Regions from separate parts of the Mus musculus genome. Here region 1 is linked to region 2. The links are chromatin contacts, called in public promoter capture Hi-C maps. All regions are on one chromosome and are shown on one strand. Each heading gives the region's core, a stretch centred on a gene start, on an enhancer-like site or on the middle of the called end of the contact. The rest is flanking DNA. Distances are from core to core; before and after follow the strand shown. Region 1 has its middle 20 kb from the start of Mir5625. Region 2 holds the start of Cib4 (calcium and integrin binding family member 4).

Region 1 (5,601 bases), core at 2,203-4,702, 83 kb after region 2:
TCCTCTGTCATTAGTCATTCACCCTGTCACCCTGTCACCCTGTCCCACCACTCACCTAGTGCGTTCCCCTGGGGCTTCTCAGACTGCTTTGGGTGCAGGTTTCTTGTGTAGAAACCTGGGAGTGAAGCCTGGCTTCACTTAGGATTTTCTCAAAAGATCCAGAGCTCAGAAGATTCCGTCTTCCTGGAACAGACTGTGAGAACAGGACCTTAGAAATGACTGGGCCCTTTCCTCCCTCTGTACACAAGTAAACGAGGCCAACGAGGGCAAGTAACTTGCCCTGAGTCACACAGCCATGAATGGCAACCTAGGTAGGATAAGAAGCAAAGCTGGTGACTCCCCACTTTGTCTCCTCAGCTGACTGCAGAGTCAAACAGGACATGCCCCAGCCTCCAGGGGTGACCTCAGCTCCTCCCTGACCCCAGTAGCCTGATGGACACAACACACACACACACACTAATATCACTTTCAAAGATGGGCACATCACAAATACCTTTTCTTAGGGTGTGCTACTCATGGTCTAGAGTAGCACATGCTTGGGGATGGACCCTAGAGCCCAAGACAGATATATAGAAAGCAGATGCACTGTGCCCAGTTGGTACCAACACCTGACTCAACTAGCCAAGGGTATCCAGGCTTCCCTAAGCATGAACCATAGTAATACCTTTGGCACCAAAATCTGTCTGCACGCCATGACTCACAACCACCCTACCACATTCAGGGTGTGCATATCCGTTCTATTCCTTGTTTTAAATGCCACCTGGGACCTATTTGGTTGATTCCCTTTACTCACAGATAAAGACATGCTAGAGAAACAAGGACCTGGGCTAGAGACACATTCCCTTAATCTTTCCTTCTATCTACTTAGACCAACTAGAGAGATAGGACATATTTGTGGAGAGGTTCTGGGTTCAAAGAAAACCTGTGCCCTTTCCAGGACACACCAGCCTCCCTGGGATGAATCTCTAGGCATCCCTTGAAGTAACAGCAGGCAGGTTCTATGGCATGTTTCTTGGTAATCTACTGGCCTCTGTTTGGGCACAGTAAAAACCTGGCTCATCCACTCCTAAGACTACTTCGTCTTAATCAAAGCCCAAAGGTTTGCTGCTCAGCTCTATGAGATACAGCGTCAGCAGAGGTGAGTCCTTCTGGAGGTCAGTGGTGTCCAGCACATGGTCACTTGGACTTTCCTAAGCAGTGCTTTGCGGGACACAAACATGGCTCTTGCCCTACTTTCAACATCGCCCTGGACAAAGTATCACAAACAGATGTTGCAGGGATTCCTAGAGGGGGCCTGCACCCCAGTCCCACCCAGAGCTACCCAGAGCTCAGCACTAACACAGGATCTTCGTGTCCAGACACTGTCAGTGCCCCCCCCACATGCCCCCAACCTCCTCACCTCTGAGGCTGCCTGAACTGAAAGACACAGGAAAATGGACGTTGAAAGCCTGCAGAGGAGAGGGAACGGGAGCAAATGTCTGAAGTTCCCACCAGCACTGGGATTTGGGTGAGAGTCAATGGGAATAAGCTTCCTGGGAGCCAAGAGAAAAGAGGGATGCAATGGCAGCTCCTCTCTAAGCAAGCCAGTGGCCGCTCATAGGGGAGGTGCTAAGTTGGGCTTGGTGACTCATGCCTGCAATCTCCAATTCAGAAGGCTAAGGCAGGGAGATTGGCATGAGTTTGAGGCCAGCCTGCATATAGCCTGTCTCAAAACACCAAGAAGGAAGAGAAGGGTAGTCCTTGCTCTAATGAATTTGGAAGAAGGATGCACACATCACCACTGTCTGAACTCCACAAAACTCTAAGCTTAGTAAAAGTTTTTAGAAGACCTGCAGCGAAACCACTGCTCGTTTTGAGTAACACTCAAACTCATTCCATACCAGATCCTCTGTTGGCCTGATACTTCCCAGACTTCCCAGGGCACACTTGGGGACCTCCTCGGCTGTCACAATATCACTGATAGGGAAGTAGGTCTTATCCTTCCCTCTTATCCCCAACTAGGGTCTGTGGATGTAGCTCAGTTGGTAGAGTACTTGCCTAGCATGCACAAAGCCAATGCTTGATCTCTAGCACTGCCTAAAGGCGTCACATGCCTATAATCCCAGCACTTGGGAGATAAAGGTAGAAGGATCAGAAGTTCAAGGTCATCCTGGGCTACATAGCAAGTTCAAGGTCATCCTGGGTTACATAAAGTTCTCAATAAATGAATGAATTAATAAACAAACAGGTAAATATAAACTTTAATAATTGGTAAGTCATCTGTAACTGGCAGCTCTAACAACATGAAATACACACTAGCAAAGCTCATTATGTACCAAAAAAAAAAAAGGTTCAGAGCAGCCAGCCCACTGGTCTAACAGCAGGCAGGGAGTTGATAGCAAAGCTGAACATGGAACCAGGGCTAATGTTGGTGGATGAAGCTCGTGCCCTCACTCATCATATTGCTCACTGCCTGGCAGTGGTCACTGTCATTAGAAAAGGTCTGGCCATTGAAGAGTATGAGACCAAGGCTCCCTCTCCTCCACAGCCTAACAAGCCCAGCCTTGGGTGGACTCAGTGTCCCCCTGTGGCTGAAGCAACTGCCCTCCAGCTTCTCCCCCCACCCTTGCCAAAGGACATCGAGAAATAGACGTATGTGAAGCAGGTGCCCAGATCGGAGGACCAGCGCCCACCTTTCAGAGAAAAGGAACTGGATTCACAGAAAAGAAATGATAGATCCAAGCTCATGAAACAAGATACTGGCACAGCCAGGGTTAGTAGCCACAGAACCTGGCTTGTCAACATGTACACACCCAATTCACACACACACACACACACACACACACACACACACACACACACACACACATACATATTCAGACACACAGACTCTCATGCACATACACACAAGAGTGTGTAATTCACACACACATATTCAGACACATAGACTCACATGCACACATGCACACAAGAGCATGCACAAGCTCAGAACCCTGGCCCCTCTGCTCTGACTTTGGAGGAAAGTTCTAATCCTGGAGTTGAGTCACTTTTATGCTGGAAATTTACATCACATCTGGACAAACTAGAAGACTCACATCCCCTTGTCTCCCAGCTGCATAGAGGACTCATAGATGGGATTCTGATGGTACTGGTCTCTTTGATCCCCTCTAGTCAGTGATGCACACACCTGGAGAGTCTACATCAACAGCATTTGACCACAAGGACAACACTGTAAGTTAGGCAAGAATTGACACCCTCATCAGAAAGATAAAGGTCTTGCCTTGTGACCAAGGTCACAGAACTCAGTATCAGAGGCACTGAGCAGAGCCTAAAGTGTCTCCTTAGTGGCTGCTGTGCTGGGCCAGAACAGCAGTCAGGTCCTAAGGGATCTGAGACAGCCAGTGCCCTGTTGTTTACAGCTTTCTGGTGGCTGGACAAGGTCCCAAGCTTAAGGAGGATCCAGGTGGACACAGTTCCAAGAATTCATTGGCAAATAGGGACAGAGTGTAAGGGACTCTTCACGTACTTCACCCTGTCCGTGAAATGTCCAGCCAACAATCTCTGCCCTCAGCAGGAGGGAACAAAAATCACACCTCTGACCCTACATTCATTGGCCACCTCTACACGTCTTCATCTACCACAGTTCTTGCTCCCAGGAATAGGGTACCTGTACACAGGCCATACACAGTCATGGAATGCTGTGATCTCATTCCGGGATCAGACTGAAGTCCCAGAAGTCCTGAGATTTGAACTCTCCAACATCAGGGCTGAGAGACTTTGGGCCAATAGACTGTGAGGATCCAACCCTGGAGAGCAGAACTGTCCCAGGGTAGAGAGTCTGCCAGGCCCTCTGGCCTCGCTCTGGGCTTTACCCACTCTTTAAGTGAAGAGTTCTGCCTTGCCTTAATTTGAGGAACAACAAAGCTTTAGGCATTTACCTGCTGGGGGCCCTGTGTAAAGATGTCTTCTGGCCCTTCTCAAAGATGGAAGAGGATGTGCCTTCTAGGACCTGGGACTGAGCTCAGCCCTCCCATGAACCACAACCTTGCTGCTTAGCCCTTCCCAAGCAAGAATCTGCTGAACAGCCCAGCCCACAGGACCCCATGCTCTGAGTGACTCCATCTCCCACTATGTGTTAACTCTAAGGACCATCATGTCTTCCTTCCACTGAGACAACAGCTGTGTTTTGAGGCTGTCACTGGACAGCAGATGCTTTCATCCAAACAAGTCAAAGTGGCTCTCCACAGGGACAGGAACCTCCAGGCTTTCTTGGGTCAAATACCCAGTTGTTTCTTTCCCTTTCCTGTAAGTATACACCTGGATGCCCCCATCAGCCTGACCCCTTTCTCAAGGACAGCTTTCTTGTTTCTCCTACCCAGGAGCTTGCTGTGCCACACAGACACTCATCCCCTCTTCTGCTTTGAAAGCCATTCCCATTAGGAACACAAGGCAAACATTCAGATGCTGCCTCCACTGACTTCACGGCCCACCAAGAGCTCATCATGAGGGTCATTGTGGCAGACTCAGTGGACTACCGAAGCAAGAGCCATTTCTGCAACCTTCTGCCTGATGACAGACTGCTGACATCTCTCAGAGGCTCCTCCTTCCCTGAACCCAGGCCCCTGCAGGGATTCAGCTGATCCCAGTGACCTCAACATTAGGTCCTGTCTCAGTTTGGGGCTCTTCAGGGATGGCTTCAGTGGGACTACTGGGAAAGGCCTTTTTCCTATAAGAAGGCATCAGAGGAATAGAAATATGCCCTATACTTTGACTAGACAGATCTGTGTACCCTTCAGAACTGTGGCAGCCATCTTGTGACCTTTAGGGAAACACTAGATTCAATGTCGATGGTAGGGAGAAAAAAGCAAAGGGCTTTGCTGGGCTACTGAGAAATACCAGGATCCCTAACTAGAGGAGCTCCTGTCATGGGAAATGGAAGGTGATGGACCCAAATGCATTGTGCTACTATTGAAAACCCCATGGCCCTTCTGTAATAGGATACTGCACAGTCTATGCCTGGAGGACCACAAGGAGGAAGAAACAGGGCTGCTAGGTGGTTTGTTCATCTTCCCTTCAGGGCTTAACACTAGCCTGGTTTGTACCTCTTGTTCCTGTCTTTTGAAGGACATAGAGGGCCAGTCACAAAGATTTGTGTTTTTCTTTGGTGTAGAGAGGTCCCTCATCCAGTCTAGCTCAGTTGGAAACTTCCATCAAATCCACTGAGCACTGGTATTTTCCCTGCTCCCAGGACAGACCAAGCCTCAGGCTCGGGTAAGGAACTTAGACATGGAAGCGATGCGTTCTCCTCCGCCCCCTCCTTCTATTTCTGGCTGTTCCACAGTCAGCTGGGAAGAACGACAAAAGAGACAGTAGAACCCTCTCTGAGGCCAGGACGCAGGTGCTGGCACCCACTGGGGTCCAGAGTCCTCTCAGGAGCCTCTCCCAGCCCTTTACACAGAAAGGCAAGCTGATTTTTCCACAATGCTTGCCCCTTGAGAGCCCTGTAGCCTCCTCTTGTCCCCAAACCAGCCCTCTGCTATCTTCCATCATCCAGTCAACACACAGGACACTCAAGCATGCTGACCATGCCAAACAGTGCCCCATGAGACCCTGCCAGTTCTG
Region 2 (4,840 bases), core at 59-2,558:
ACTTCTGTCCATCCCAGATGTTGCTTAGGGGCTGTCTGTGTGGTTCTGAGAAGGGATTACACCCCAGGGCCAGAGTGAAACCATAATAGGAAAGACTCCAGCTTGGGAAAAGGGAAGAGGACCAGGGTCTTTACTCACCACAGAATCTCATTTCTTGTCAGGAAGGTCAGAGCCTGCAACAAATCAGAGAGGAGACTGACACTTGATCCAGTCCTACCCCACACCCCCAGCCCCTGTAAGAGCATGAAGCCTCAGAGAGGAAAGGGGTGCTCTCTCACTGTACTGTTGAAGAAGTGATGACAGCGAAGCCCTCAGGACCAGGCCTATGGTGACAGCAAAGGGCAGGATGACGCCCTTACTCTCCCAGCCATGTCATGGGGAAAAAGGCAAAGTAGCCCGGACTGGCAGAGTTGATCTGAGCCAAAGCCAAAACCCCGGGCTCTGGGGCAGGAGATACAGGGTGAGGAGGTTTAAATATTGGTCTGAATCATATGGATACAAGTATAGCAGAGTCAAGAGACATCACTGCCAGCCTGGACTAAGAGACGCCCTAAGGGGATCTCCTACACTCCAGACATAATCTTGCTTACCACCATTGTGAAGAGGTAATCCAATTTCGCCATGGTAATCTGGATCTATCACCCCTCCTAACACTGTTATTCCTTTTTTAGCCTGTTGGTTTAAGGGCATTAGAAGCCCAAAATGACCAGGGGGAAGTCTGAGCTTCCAGTTCAATGGAATGTTTGTTGTAGCTCCTGGTAGGAGCACTCCCCTCTCTGGAGCCAAAACTTCTAGGCCAGCAGAACCCAGAGTTATGGGGACAGGAAGCAAAAATTTTCCTAGAGGGTCACTAGGAGTGATAGTAAGTGGAACTATTCCTTTTTCCACCCCTTGATTCCTGGACCCATGAATCCTGGCTATGGGTGAAACTGTACCATATATCGAGCGCTGATTCAAAGCATATACTGCCTTCTGAAGAACTCTACCCCAGCCTTCCAAGCTGTTACCACCTAATTGGCGCTGTAACTGCGTCTTCAAAAGGCCATTCCATCTTTCTATCAGACCAGCTGCTTCAGGATGATGGGGAATGTGGTAAGACCAGTGAATTCCATGATCAGGCAAGAGCTCCTCTACTCTCTATCCCTCCTGCCCTGGGAAGTGCCTAGTTCTGTCCTGGATCTGTGACCTGACTACCCACCTGGTACTCTTCCAGGTCCTCCCACTGCATCTGGTACCTTAAACACTGCCCCATGCTAAACCAGCCTCCTCCTGCCAGCAGTAGAACTTCTGCCCCAAGGGCTCAGCAGCTGGTGTAGTACTGTGATTCTGTTACCATGGTGACCAGCATTCCACCTTCTGCCCCTGAGTTGGCAAACAGGTTCTTTTGATGCCCTGGCTAAGAACCCTCACCTCCAAAACAACAAACAGAAAGGCAGGCCAAAAGCAGCCTTGAGATGTTGACTCAGGGAGTCACGATGCCTGGGATGGAATCCCAGATCTGCCACGTGCTTACTGTGTGACCTGGAGCAAGCTACACAACCTCTGTGGTGCTTTTTGCTCTTACCCCTTCAAGGGGATGAAAGTCTCAGCATCATTGCCGGGATCCACTGAGTCGATGCAGGTGATGTTTATTACTGACACATAGAATGTGCTCACTAAGTTTTAGAGCCAGATCTTGAGTACTGTGCAGAGTGTGAGCTACAGAGATGGAGAAACATAGACCCCGACTTCAGTAGATGGCCTACAGGGTACAGAAGGGTACTTTATGCCATCAGTCTGAGTCCCTGTAGGGACAGAAGGTGCATTCAAATTTGGACCAGATGAAGGGACTCTGCACAAAGGTGAGCTCAAAGACAGAAAACTACCAAGATGAGGCAGAAGTCAGAGCTCCTAACCACAGAGCTGCTCTGGTTCTGGCTGAGGGCACATGGACCAAGCACCCCTGCATTACACTCTGACTTTCCAGGGCACAGAAAGCAGGGCTGAATGGGAGAGACTTTGGATCAGTAAACAGACACAAACAATGCTGCCACTGAGGCTGATGCTCTGGGAATCCCCCGAAGTTCTCTCTCTGCCCTCCTCCAGGGCCTTCTTCCTACCATCATGGTACACATGAGAGTCTCTTCAGCCTAGAGCGTATCTGGTCACAGACTGCCCTGGGAGGAGGCTGGGACTCTGAGGTGGTGAATTCTCTAGAAATGAAGCTGCCCCTGTTTCCTGTCTTCCCTGCACAAAAGTAGAGACTGGCAGATGAAAGATGGACCATCATCCCTTCAACTACTGAACAGGTATCAAAGCTAAGCATTTTACCTGACCCTGGCGAGACACAGCTCTTAGAGTCAGAACATGTGCACACATCCCTGGAGTTGTACACCATGTACACACATCCCTGGAGTTGGAAACTGATGTTACCAGAGGTTAACAGTGTGGAGACATGCATATACAGAGACTTCTAAACAAGAAGACAGGCACATCAACCCCTTAATACTGTAATACCTATGAAGTTCAGGCTTGAAAACTGTGCTGTCAAGTTGAGGGGAAGGGACCCTTAATGTTTCAAGTAATGCCACATTCATAGTTACCTTAGCATGCATGTAGCCTTTGAACTGTAGGCCATACTTACCTGATTGTATACAGTGACACTTAATAGCTACTATATGTGGTGGTCAGAAACCTGAACTTTGACATATTAAAGGTCGGATTTCATCACTTTAATCAAATCATAAAAATTACTGTTAGCCTCAGTTCCCATCTCTGAAGTGGGAGTGAGAATTCCCTGTTTTCTAAAATTGCAAGGAGAAAAAAATGACAAATGTGTAGCTTTTGTTGTTATTTTTAAAATCAAGACGCCTGGTATAAAACCGGGGAGAGAGAGAGAGAGAGAGAGAGAGAGAGAGAGAGAGAGAGAGAGAGAGAAGACAACAATAGTTTAAAAGTTGAACCTGAAAGTGAAGGCCTTCAGCAAGTAGGCAGTCACTGAACCCCATCCAAACGTGACCCCTTCTCTGCATCTGCCAAAAGCCGGGTTGGTTCATATTCACAGCAGTCAATGGCATTCTTGCTCCCTTACTCTGGTCACAGAATTGGTGAGTTTAAGGGGTGCTCTGGGACTAACCAAGTTGTAGGTCTGGATCTCTCAGGGAAGCCAGGGATCTTTAAGACCATACCCTGGCAGGCTATATCCTTCTCCATCCAGTCTTTTTCAGACATCCTGATTACACAAGGTAAGATAACTTGGCACCAGCCTGTTGTGTCTTTACACCCTGCTGACCCTTGCTAACAAGAGAGCAACAAAAGCAAAAGAGAGAACTGCCCAGCAACCCAAAGCTCTCAGCTCCTCATGCACCTATAAGCGCTTGACAAGGAGACTGGTAAAGAACAGAGATGAACCTTGCCCTTGACACCCTACCCAGACACTCCAGGAATGGAAACCCACAGCCCCCGGGAAGCTACAGTGCAATAAGAGTCGGATAACAAGGACCAGGCTGGAGGCCAACCCTGGAGCTGCTGGATACCCTAAGGCCTCCAAAGAAGGGCCATTAGAACAGACACCCAAGTGACAGTGCTGAGCCAGGCTGAGAAGATGGGACAATGTTCCAGGCCCAGGAGGCAATGGAATCTAGCCAGAACTGCAGAGCACTGCACGCATTCTCACACTCGTTTATAGGGTACCTTCCCTTCTGAAAATGATGCATGTTTGTCATTTATGACTGCGATATAAAGATGACTTTATAAACATAGCTCTATTAATGAAAACAAATAGGAGCCCTTTTAAAGAAAAATATTAAGTGAATAATTTTACAGGTGGTAGAGGAATGCACCAGAAATTACAAGGTGCTTCGTGTGCTCATGTGTGTGCTCTCTCTCTGTCTCTGTGTCTCTCTGTCTCTGTGTCTCTCTGTCTCTGTCTCTCTCTTTCTCTCTCTGTCTCTGTCTCTCTCTCTGTCTCTCTCTCTGTCTCTCTCTCTCTCTCTCTCTCTCTCACACACACACACACACACACACACACAAAGCCGGGGTATGCCAGCCCTGCTTACCCTCCTGCCTCCTTCAGGGTTCACCCTCCCCCCTCATCTGTCCCTAGCCCCCACCCAAAGCCCTGTGACTTCATCCTAGACAGGCCTTTTATTGGTTCTCACCAATAACAATAGTAGCAATAAGAATGTCACCTTGCATTTGCATATCCCTTTACAATTCCAAATGCTTTTATATGTACCATCTCATTTGCCCGAGGAATAAAAGACCATTAAAAAAAAAAAAAAAGGCAAAGAAAAGAATGAAGAAAGGAAAAAAAATTTCCCCACATGAGGTTCTGCTCCAGTGTATTAGGCAACCTCTCCCCCTCCCCCAGCCCCTGTGCTGCTGGGTGCCTGTGGTGCCACAGTGGTTTCAAAGAGGTGTAGCTGAGTTGTGAGGAGACACCAGAAGGACATTTCCACATCCTGCCTCTCTGAGGTCTGCATGGCATAAGTTTCTGTCACCTTTCAGGAAACTGCACAGATTCTTAAACTTCCAGCCCCTGTGTTAACTTGATTTACTTCAACCCGTCTTGTCAAGTTCAGCTTTTCTGAAAAATGACTTGTATCCAGGCCGTGTAAAGGATTCTCACAACGTAATGGTACAAAGAAATAAGCCAACTAAAAAGAGGGGGTGGGGAAGAGGGTTAAATTGGGTTGAGAGATGGCTCAGTGATTATGAGCACTTGAATAAGTACTGCTCTCAAAAAGGAACTGAGTTCAGTTCCCAGCACCCACATTAGGTGGCTCACAACTCTCTGTAACCCAGCTTTAAGGGTTTGATGTTCTCTTCTAGATTCCATGCATTTATGTACACACACACA

Evidence for each region. Promoter capture Hi-C pulls out the DNA fragments that hold promoters and counts their contacts.
Region 1: a contact with region 2 is called in a promoter capture Hi-C map of liver. The contact joins the enhancer-like site here to the promoter of Cib4 in region 2. A contact is called at or near these places in 21 of 39 promoter capture datasets (the 3T3-L1 cell line, 3T3-L1-derived adipocytes, the C10 cell line and 10 more), 1 of 15 datasets of contacts at CTCF or cohesin (the NIH/3T3 cell line), 10 of 484 Hi-C or Micro-C datasets (the 3T3-L1 cell line, the G1E-ER4 cell line, bone marrow-derived macrophages and 6 more), 3 of 115 datasets of contacts at active chromatin or transcription factors (all in embryonic stem cells) and 2 of 9 other capture datasets (adipose tissue and pancreatic islet).

What each region holds. Positions count from the first base shown.
Region 1 is chr5:30,625,284-30,630,884 of GRCm38.p6, forward strand. No RefSeq gene overlaps it. Among named protein-coding and RNA genes, the nearest start is that of Mir5625, 20 kb to the right of the region's middle. Within about 2 kb of position 3,453, at least 7 of the 459 cell types and tissues checked have an H3K27ac peak or open chromatin away from gene starts, as enhancers often do. A contact at or near this core is called in liver, where this site is marked.
Region 2 is chr5:30,544,528-30,549,367 of GRCm38.p6, forward strand. Cib4 (calcium and integrin binding family member 4) reads right to left here and starts at 1,309. Exons shown (of 7, transcript NM_028483.1): 1 at 1,199-1,309; 2 at 139-173. The coding sequence starts at 1,252. It overlaps Gm40272 (a long non-coding RNA gene), which reads left to right and starts at 1,267. Exons shown (of 3, transcript XR_868323.3): 1 at 1,267-1,841.